Regions from separate parts of the Mus musculus genome. Here regions 1 and 2 are each linked to region 3. Evidence: chromatin contacts called from public HiChIP or PLAC-seq data. All regions are on one chromosome and are shown on one strand. The core of a region is the stretch at or near the end of the contact, and the rest is flanking DNA. Distances in the headings are between cores, read along the strand shown.

Region 1 (3,142 bases), core at 561-3,060, 96 kb after region 3:
GGTACTCCGGAATTTTCAAAGAAAGATGCACACATAACTCCAGCCAAGTTACCGATACTACCCATTTAAGTTTATCACATAAATACTACCATAAATATATGTGTAAGTACTTAAATAGTTTATTAAGAATTTTTAACTCTGATGATAAAGATCAACACTTGCTTAGCATGTATACAGCTCTGAATTCGGTCCCCAGCACTGCAGACATGCATGGTGTGGGGGAAGGTTTTATTTTCAATTACATTGTCTTATACATATATTCAGTGACTGAAGTTGGCACTACAGTCTCCATGAAGTTGAGAAAATTGAGACTTTAAGAAAGTGGTAGAGAATAGGTAAGCATTCCCGTGGATAAAGTGCTTACCATGCAAACACGAAAACCTGACTTTGCATCCCCAGTATCCATGCAAAGCCTCGGCATAGTGGCACACATCTGTAACCACAGTGCTGGGGGCGGGGAGGGGAAGTGAGCCTAGCCAAATATATGAGGTTGCATCCTCACCCTCAGACAGGTCCAGGCCTACCTGGCATTTCTTAGACTCTGTCTCAAGACAGCAAAACAAAGGTTAACTCCAAACAGAAGCTTTCCCGGTTCAAGGAAAAACACTGTCTCAAAAAAAAAAAGATAGGGAACAACTGAGGGAGACTCCCGCCATCCACACACCCACAAGCACCTCTCTGAACCTCTTCTACAAGTCAGTTTTATATTCTCTCTGACCTGCTTACAAAGGAGAACCTGTGATTACTCTCTCAAGCTAAGCTTGTCCAGCTCACTTCATTTTGGTAAAGTTATCAGAAATCACATAAGTTGCCACACACTTCAAGGGAAAAAAAAATCCTCATCAAATCATCCCAAAATAATGCCACTGAAATAAAAATCATACAATCAAACACAAAGAATATATAGGAACCGAAGAAACTAAAAGGTTATTCACACCATTCCTTTTCTTCAGGCTTCAGTGAAATATTATCTAGCCAGTTGCAAACAGCCTGCCCGGGCAGTGTGCCCTGTGGTGACTTCTGTGGTTCCTGTCCCATCTCCTTCATTGCTTAGTATATTACATCATTGTTGACTATAAAGGGAGCTGCTCTCTGGCCCCTTTAATGAACAAGAAATTCACAAACTTATCAAAGAGAGAAATGAGCCCCTGTTACCTTATGACAAAGAGAGAGTGTAACATCAACACCTTGCCTTTTTCTAAGACCAGAGCTGCAGATTGCTTCTATATCACCTCAACTGAAAAGTTCATCTCAGAGCTCAAAGTTCCAAAGCAATAGATACACACAAAAGGACCTTCATAAATGATCCAAAATACCCAAAGATAGAACATAATAGGCAAGAGGACTGGAAATTTGAGATGAGCCTAGACAACATAACTAAACTATGTCCAAACTGGAGGAGAGGGGAGGGGAGGGGAGGGGAGGGGAGGGGAGGGGAGGGGAGGGGAGGGGAGGGGAAGAGAAGGGAAGAGAAGGGAAGAGAAGGGAAGAGAAGGGAAGAGAAGGGAAGAGAAGGGAAGAGAAGGGAAGGGAAGGGAAGAGAAGGGAAGGGAAGGGAAGGGAAGGGAAGGGAAGGGAAGAGAAGAGAACTTTATACTAGAGAACCATTGAACTATTGTGATTTTGAGTGGGCATTTGAGAAAGCAAAACTCCTAGATCAGAACTGAGAACTGACACTGTGTTATACCCCAGGGTGGGAACTAAGAAAACAACCCTTTGCCCATTCAAGTGGCAAGTTACCTCAGAGTGCCATCTGGATACCAAGCATTCATAAAGTATGAGGAAGTAGGCTATTTCCAGAAGCACTTCCTTGCACACCTCACTACACAAGCCCAGCCAACACCAGACACAGTCAAGGAATGAGATGCCTTGCCAGAGCCAACCACAGCCAATCAACATTGCTCTGTTTATTTCAGTCTTGTGAGTGCTACTGTTTCCCGGATTCAATGAACTAATTCTGCCATCTGCCACACCAACCATTGAATATCTCAAATCAAAGGGGTGGGCTTATGCATTATGATTATGTTCTTGAAAAAGTAGATATTATTATAAAAATGAGTGTTGGGTAAGATGCTGACCCCTGCTTTAGTACAAAGAGAGACAAAAGACCTCCAGAAAAGAAAATGGCTACTCTTTACCCCATCTTCCTTTAGTTCTAGAACTTTCAATAAAGAGCAAACGAGGAATGATGCAAGACTACAGAGTTTCCCTCCACCAATTATCTTCAAAGAAAAACTTTACAGAGCATTTCAAAGCTAATGACAGCAGTGGTACATTTCTCTTTTTTTTGCCAGGAGGATGGGAGAATTTTTCATTAACATTTTTTCTAGATTTTTGTCTTGTTTGGGGACAGAGTCTTGCTACATAGTGTTGGCTGGACTGGAACTCACTATGTAGCCCAGACTGGCCTCCAACTTGCAGCGATCCTCTAGCCTCTCTGGTGCTAGAACTGTAGCCATGAACCACCACGCCTGGCTTTAAACACCAGGATATTAAGAAAATTGCATGCAATGGATTCAGGCATAAAAGACAAAGCACTATCATTTGTGAGAAAATTAATGGAACTGGAGGACAGACAGTATACTGCATGAAATAAGTCATGAACAGGAAAATGAACACAGCAGGTTCTTGTTTATCTGTGAAAGTTTACCTCAAAAGTTTACCTCAAACTGAAGGAGGCAGAATACTAAGTACTAGAGACTGAAAGGGGATAAGGGGAAGGAAAATGGAGGGAAATCAAATGATGGGCACCAAAATATAGACAAGAGCAATAAGTGTTGTTCTACAGCACATTAGGGTGACTAAAGTTCACAATGTAATTATATATGTTATAAAGAACTCGAGAAAGAACTTAGTGTCTACAAATATCAAACATTGTAAGACAATGAAACTTACTGTTATTTGATCAGTGTGTATTGTATCTATGGAGTGAACTATCACACTGTAGCCCATAATAGAGTTACTACATGTTAATTAAAAAGGGGAAAAAATGAACATTATGTTATTAACTCTTGCTTGGCTCATAAACGCAGATGCATGTCATGAGAAACCTGTGTAACGCAACTGATCAGAAATTTCCAGAATAGCCAGAGGCTACTGGAGGTCCACACATTACCAAGAAGAGTTAACTCCTTAAAGGACA
Region 2 (3,145 bases), core at 73-2,572, 120 kb after region 3:
TGGTAAGCATGGAAGTCAGCTTGCATTGCACTGCAATGTTGCCCGTGTCCGACAGGTTGGGCAGGCTGTCTCAATAAGAATCTACTAAGAAAGAGTGAATCCAAAGCTAGAGGGTCTCTGTCTCAGCTGCAGATTAAGTCTTACAAGGTCAGAGCCACCAAAGGGAAAGGCCCCAGAGTTCTACTTGTCTTCACCACTTTCCACTTCTACAGACCCCTCTGTCAAATGTTCAGAAACCCATCAGACCCAGAGATCTGGGTTGAAAGTCACTGCAGATCTTCCTAGCCACCCCCCCTCCCCCCGCCTGCCGTGGTATGGAAAGGTTTAAAGGCCAGAACCACCTACTCAGACAAACAGCTCATGGAAGCCTTCCACTTACTTCTCATAGCGCTGATAAGCGCGCTGCCGTCTTTGATCACGTCTTTGATGAATTTATTGGTCCTCTCCAGCTCCTCTTCATAATACTTGAGCCTCTGGCGGAAATCGGGGCTGTCGAGGTAGCAGTCGCTGAACTCCAGCGGGGGATGCCCCATGATTAGGATAGCGGAGGGGCTAGGGATTAGAGACAAAGAGCGAGAGCATCAGTGGCATAATCGGCAGAATAGACCCAGTCAGTGGCTTGTGTTCAGGAGCCACTTCTAGCGACTCTTAGCCTCACTCCCTTTGGAAGGCAGGTACCTGTTCCAATGAAACTCTTGGGAGCGCCCGCTGGTGTGTAGCTGGAGCGCGTAGTCCGGTGGTGGCTGCGGGTGACCAGGAGTGCTTACCAACGTCTTCTGACGCCGGCAGGGTGCAGCCTAGGGAGCAGCACGCCCCCTGGTCATCGTCTCCCCAAAGCACAACGCTGTGTCCCGGGCGTCCCAGGGTAGAGGCGGGGAGAGCACGGGCGCGGGGGCCGCCTCTTTGCGCTCCCAAGCCAGCCTAAGGCTTCCTTCCCCGGCTCCCCAAGAGAGGCAGACTGTGCCTCCCCTCCCCCTTCTTAAAGCCAATGCCACCTTTTCACGCTGGCCGAGCCCTAACCCCAAGACCGAACGAGAGCACAGGATCCCTTTGGATGTCTTCCTCGGGTCTTCAGGGCTCGTCGCCCACAACTCGGAAGCTGCAGAGACCGCCTACTGGTTCCCGGGAGCCATCGTGATGTGGGGTTTGGCACTTAGAGAGTTAAGCCCGGCGGCAAGGAAACGTTGCTTTCCTCCAACAACACAGCAGCAGGCAGCGGGAAGAGGAGGGCGACAACGCTACGCACAATAGCTGTGGTAGCCCGGCGCTTCCCTACGGAAACTGGGGAGCAGTCAGCGCCCTAGGACTCCATCTGGAAAGCGTGGCGGCCTGGGATATGTAGTCTTTCCGTTCTCTCGTCCCATGACTCCACCCTGCGGTCTCCCACCAACCCTCCAGGGTGGCCGCTCTCCTAGTTCTACTTCCCTAAGCCGGCCCCAGGCACAACAATCCTAGAGAGGCAGGTGTACCGCCCAGGCCCCCGAGGATGCGTGCAAAGTTTCCATAAATGTAGCAAAACCCAAAAGGATGGATAATGGGAGGCTGTCTCTCACGAGTGCTCGGTTGGATAGTCCTCTTTTTTTTCTTTCCTCTTTCACCCTTCCTCTGACCCACCAACTCTTTTCCTCCTTTTTCTGTGTCTCCTAGTACAAGACACTAATTTTCACGGGGTTTGGTGCCTACTGTAGCATCTCTTCTAGGCCCAGAAACCTCTGGTGAAGAAACAGAGGGTGGATTTGAACATGTTCCTGAGTAGGGAGGGCCTCACAGAGTGGTTTCTGTGACCCAAATCAATGGTCAGGCTAATAACTACAGCATGTGATTTGCTGTCTGTTAATGGAGAACCTAAAATGAAGTTACTATAAATTGTCTTTCTGTTTATCCAAAAGGCCTTTTGTTCATTGTCTATTGTAGGAGAACCTGGACTGCTTATAAAGACAGCTCTCAAATTAAGAGTGGCTGCAGTTAGGCAAACTATATTTGCAGCAGTGTTTACATTAAATTATATCAGTAAAAGCAAGAAGAAAAAATGGGAAATACAGTAATAATAGCTAAGCTACCTGTGTTGATGTCTGGTTGCTTCTGTAACTGATTGATTACCTCCAACTGGGTGGCTTTTTTTTTTTTTTTTTTTTTTGGTTTTCTCAGACAGGGTTTCTCTGTGTAGCCCTGGCTGTCCTGGAACTCACTCGGTAGTGTCCAGGCTGGCCTCAAACTCAGAAATCCGCCTGCCTCTGCCTCCTAAGTGTTGGGATTAAAGGCATGTGCCAACACTGCCTGGCCAAAATTGCTGTGTTTGTAATTTTTTTTTTTTTTTTTGAGACAGGGTTTCTCTGTATAGTCCTGGCTGTCCTGGAACTCACTTTGTTGACCAGACTGGCCTCAAACTTAGAAATCCACCTGCCTCTGCCTCCCAAGTGCTGGAGTTAAAGGCATGCGCCACCACTGCCCGGCCAAAATTGCTGTGTTTTTACTTTTTTTTTTTTTTTTTTTGAGACAGGGTTTCTCTGTATAGCCTAGCTGTCCTGGAACTCACTTTGTAGACCAGACTGGCCTCAAACTTAGAAATCCACCTGCCTCTGCCTCCCAAGTGCTGGGATTAAAGGCGTGCACCACCACCGCCCTGCTCTGGGTGGCTTAAATTAACACAAATGTATTATTTTAAATTGTGGGAGTGAACACTGGAAATGAACACCACTAAGCTAAAGTCAAGATGTCAGAATGTCTATGTTCTTCTGGACTCCAAGTAAAAATCCATTTCCTTGCTTTCTGTAGCTTCTAAAAGCTGCCCTCAAAGCTTTTGTCAATCTTTGAAGTCAACAATGGTTTACCAGGTCTTTTCTCATGCCACTTTAATGTTACCCTGACTCTTTTGCCTTCCCTGCTCCTTTTCTGGACTCTTAGAATTACATTAGATTCATAGGATAAGCCAGGATAATCATTTTATCACATGATTCTTAATTTAACCACATCTACATAGTCCTTGTCATTTAAGACAATATAGTCACAGGTTCTAGGGATTTAAATATCCTGAAGGGCCATTTGTTTACCTTCCAATAAATTGATATAAATCATATAAACCATCATACATGTGTCTGGACGTGATAGTGCACCCCTTTAATCCAAGAATTCAAGAGACAGAAGC
Region 3 (3,435 bases), core at 25-2,524:
GTCCTCAGACCCCCACCCCCAAATGTGTCTGGGGCATGTTACTGTTTTGAACAAATCAACCAGAAATAACACTAAGTGACTTCTAAGTTTAGGTCATAACTGTTTAGCAATTCTCTTGGAAGTCTGACTCTGCACACTTCTTATGCAAGATATGAGGTGGTATTGTTAAAAAAAAAAAAAGTGAGTAGCCCTGAGACTAAAAGTCAGATTAAAAGTCTGCTCAATGCAGACATTCTGGTCAATTTTTCCTACCAGCAGAACCCAGGCTTCCAAGCTTGCCAGGAACACCATTTCAAACTGCTAAAATGAGCCATGTGTTCAGTGAGTGTTACTACATGGCAAAGAAGAGATACTCAATGGTCCCTGCCTAACAAATTGCCTATAATTAAGCAATTTTACTATAAGCCATTAGGTTTTAGAATAGGTTTTCATAAAGCAACTAGCTCCAAACTCACAGAAAAATGTGACTGTGAAACACCGAGGAAGCCTTGACTTTGAACAGAAGAAAACATGCCACTGATAGCGATTATTTGTACAGATGCCCAGTTGGGCCAATATATTCAGATGGACCCTGGAGGACACAGTTACCAGTTTTTCATGTTCAGGGAGGACTGCCCTGAACAAGCAAGTATATAAGCGGTTTCTAATAGACAATCCAGGCTAATTATGTATTTGCATATGCTTCACTGAAAGTGAATTGGCAGCAACACCCAGTCTCCCATGCCACAACAGATAAGATGAGCCTCGTCACCCAATTTTTATAACACGATTTTCTGCTAGAAAAAAAAAAAAAGCTAGGACTATGGGAACAAACCATGCTGAACCCTTGTTTCTATTACTCTTTCACCGCTAAAACCTTACATTTCTTAGAAGCTCAGCATTCACCCAAGGAATCCCTTTTAAGTAAGCTTTATCTTTATTTGCCTTTCTGACCACTGCATTAAGTTTTGTGAGCTTGCTATGGAAAAAAAAAAAAAAAACCACCACCACCACCAACTCTGTATCTCGATAGAAACACAACCACAAGAAACCACAACCTAAACCTGGAGAATCAGATTGCAACAGAATAACAACAAAATTAAAGCTGAATAATGTCTAGCTAAACAGAGATGGTATCCACTCTACTATCACGGGATTGCTCAGGAATCATTGATGGCAAACAAGCTACCAAAAATGGCTTCAAAACTACATTGTTTGCAGTGGTGTGGGCCTCTTAATGTTATTTCCATCATTCCTCAAACTTAAACTTTGTACTTTACCAACTCCATTCTGAGTAAGAAAAGCATACAGACAGGCTTCCTCATTATACAGGAAGTCTGCAACCCAGACGCTTACACACCACTTCTGAGATACTAAAGCTACCCACAACTACTTTGAAGAATACCACAGCTGGGTTCTCCACCTTTTCTCTCTTCATAGCTCCTGCCACAATTTACATTCATTTATGGAGATGACCAAGCAAGAACCATTGTCATGTTCTTGGGTCAGGAACTTCCTTATGGTTTGTTATCCAAATTAGTTTCAGATTCCAATTTTATAAAGGATGTAAAACTGTGAAACAAAAATGTGTAACAGAGAACCAAGAGGAAGAGTAAGGAAAAACACATCTCGAAAGGGATGATTCCTGTTCCAGTAGTGTAGAGCTTTGTGAACTGGCTGGTTTTGTTTCAACTTGACTGAAGCTAGAGTCATCAGATAGAAAGGAGCCTCAGTTGGGGAAAGTGTAGCCCAGTTGTAGCAGAGAACCCCAGCTGTTATTGAGATGTCAGTAACATGGGATGACCACCTAGAACAGCAGCAGCAGTGAAGTGAAGCCAGCCACAGCCTGGATGTTCTATGTACTGCAGGGGACAGAGCTGGAGATGCCCTTTGCAGGACTCCAGAATATCATGAGTGGATCCCAGACATTGGACAGTTAGAGTTTGGTTTTGCTTTGATTTGTGACTGTACCCTGATTTTTCCCTCTTGAAGTAAAGTATTAGTTATTATTATTTTTTGTTATTATTATTATTATTTTACTGGAGCCCACAACTGAGGGATTTTAAAATTTAAAAGACATTGGATTTTAAAGAAAAGTAGTATTTTTAAAGGGACTAAATTATTTTTGAGTTAAGGGGTTTTTATTAATTATTTACTTTGCATTCCAATCTCAGCCCCCCCCTTCCAGGTCTCCTCCCAGTCCCTCACTTTCTCCTCCCCTCCCCATGTGTGCCTGTCCCTTTCTCCTCAGAAAAGGAAAGGTCTCCCATGGATATCAAACTGACTTGGCACATCAAGTTGCAGTAGGATTAGGTGCATCTTCCCCTATTGAGGCTAGACAGGGCAGCCCATTTAGGGAAAAGGGATCCAAAGGCAGACAATAGAGTCAAGAGACAGGGACTGAAATTTTAATGTGTTTGATTTTGTAAAGAATGTGCGATTTTTATGTTATTTATGTTTTTAATGTAAGATCTTTGGGATCAACAAGAAAGGGTTGTTGCCTAATAGTGTTGTGTTTGTTTTGACAAGGGATCAGCTGTACTGACTGGTTTTGTATCAATTTGACACAAGCTAGAGTCATCAGAAATAAAGGAGCCTTCCTTGAGGGAGTGCCTTCTTAAGATCCAGCTGTAGGACTTTTCTTAATTAGTGATCAATGGGAGAGCGCCCAGCACACTGTGGGTGGTGTCATCCCTAGGCTGGTGATCCTGGGTTCTCTATGAAAAGCAGGCTGAACAAACCAGGGGAAGAAACCCTGTAAGAAGCACCCATCCATGACCTCTGCATCAGCTCCTACTTCCAGGTTCCTGCCTTGCTTGAGTGCCTGTCCTTATTTCCTTTGGTAATAAACAGCAATAGCAATATGGAAATGTAAGCCAAATAAACTCTTTCCTCTCCAACTTGCTTTTTGATCATGGTGCTATATCACAACAACTGAAACCCTAAGACATTTTGCTATCAAGAAGACAAAAGAGATGAGGATGTGCTAAAGTGCTAAAGAGAAAGACAAGCTGAGCTTTTTTTTTTTTTTTTTTTAGGTACAGCTGAATGAACTAGAGGTCAATGCCTCTGAGAACCACACAGGCAGTGAGCCAAAGATGTGCCATCATTAGAGAATACTCAAGTCTGCCTGAGCTAGTAAACCATCTATGAGGCTTGAGTGAAAACACTCAAACTCAAAACATTCCGGTCATTTCTTATGAGCAACCAGAGAATACGAAAAACAATACTTACATAATCAATGTTTTTCACACTTATAAAGCACTTCCATACTATTATATCTTTAAGGGTGCTTCATAATAAATAGAGGAGCGGCAATCATTCTCCTTACTTTATAAGAGTAAAGGAAGGACAAGAAAAACAAACTGATTAGTACAGAGGCAAGAAGTTAGTTAGTGGCTGAGTCAGATTCAAATACTAAATACCCTACCCTTAAAACCTATCTTCAACCATACT

What was found. HiChIP or PLAC-seq counts read pairs in DNA pulled down with a chosen protein or histone mark.
Region 1: an H3K27ac HiChIP or PLAC-seq map of microglia shows a contact between it and region 3, with 9 times the contacts expected there. The contact joins two enhancer-like sites. A contact is called at or near these places in 2 of 39 promoter capture datasets (both in liver), 1 of 484 Hi-C or Micro-C datasets (LSK cells), 1 of 115 datasets of contacts at active chromatin or transcription factors (microglia) and 2 of 9 other capture datasets (adipose tissue and liver).
Region 2: a contact with region 3 is called in an H3K27ac HiChIP or PLAC-seq map of microglia, with 9 times the contacts expected there. The contact joins the promoter of Ophn1 here to the enhancer-like site in region 3. A contact is called at or near these places in 3 of 39 promoter capture datasets (liver and macrophages), 5 of 115 datasets of contacts at active chromatin or transcription factors (embryonic stem cells, fibro-adipogenic progenitors, microglia and 1 more) and 3 of 9 other capture datasets (adipose tissue, liver and macrophages).

The regions. Positions count from the first base shown.
Region 1 is chrX:98,868,916-98,872,057 of GRCm38.p6, forward strand. The region is part of intron 2 of Ophn1 (oligophrenin 1); the gene reads right to left. Among named protein-coding and RNA genes, the nearest start is that of Ophn1, 21 kb to the right of the region's middle. Within about 2 kb of position 1,811, at least 17 of the 459 cell types and tissues checked have an H3K27ac peak or open chromatin away from gene starts, as enhancers often do. A contact at or near this core is called in microglia, where this site is marked.
Region 2 is chrX:98,889,703-98,892,847 of GRCm38.p6, forward strand. It overlaps Ophn1 (oligophrenin 1), which reads right to left and starts at 1,323. Exons shown (of 25, transcript NM_052976.4): 1 at 679-1,323; 2 at 380-552. The coding sequence starts at 533.
Region 3 is chrX:98,773,422-98,776,856 of GRCm38.p6, forward strand. The region is part of intron 4 of Ophn1 (oligophrenin 1); the gene reads right to left. Among named protein-coding and RNA genes, the nearest start is that of Gm26000, 40 kb to the right of the region's middle. Within about 2 kb of position 1,275, at least 13 of the 459 cell types and tissues checked have an H3K27ac peak or open chromatin away from gene starts, as enhancers often do. A contact at or near this core is called in microglia, where this site is marked.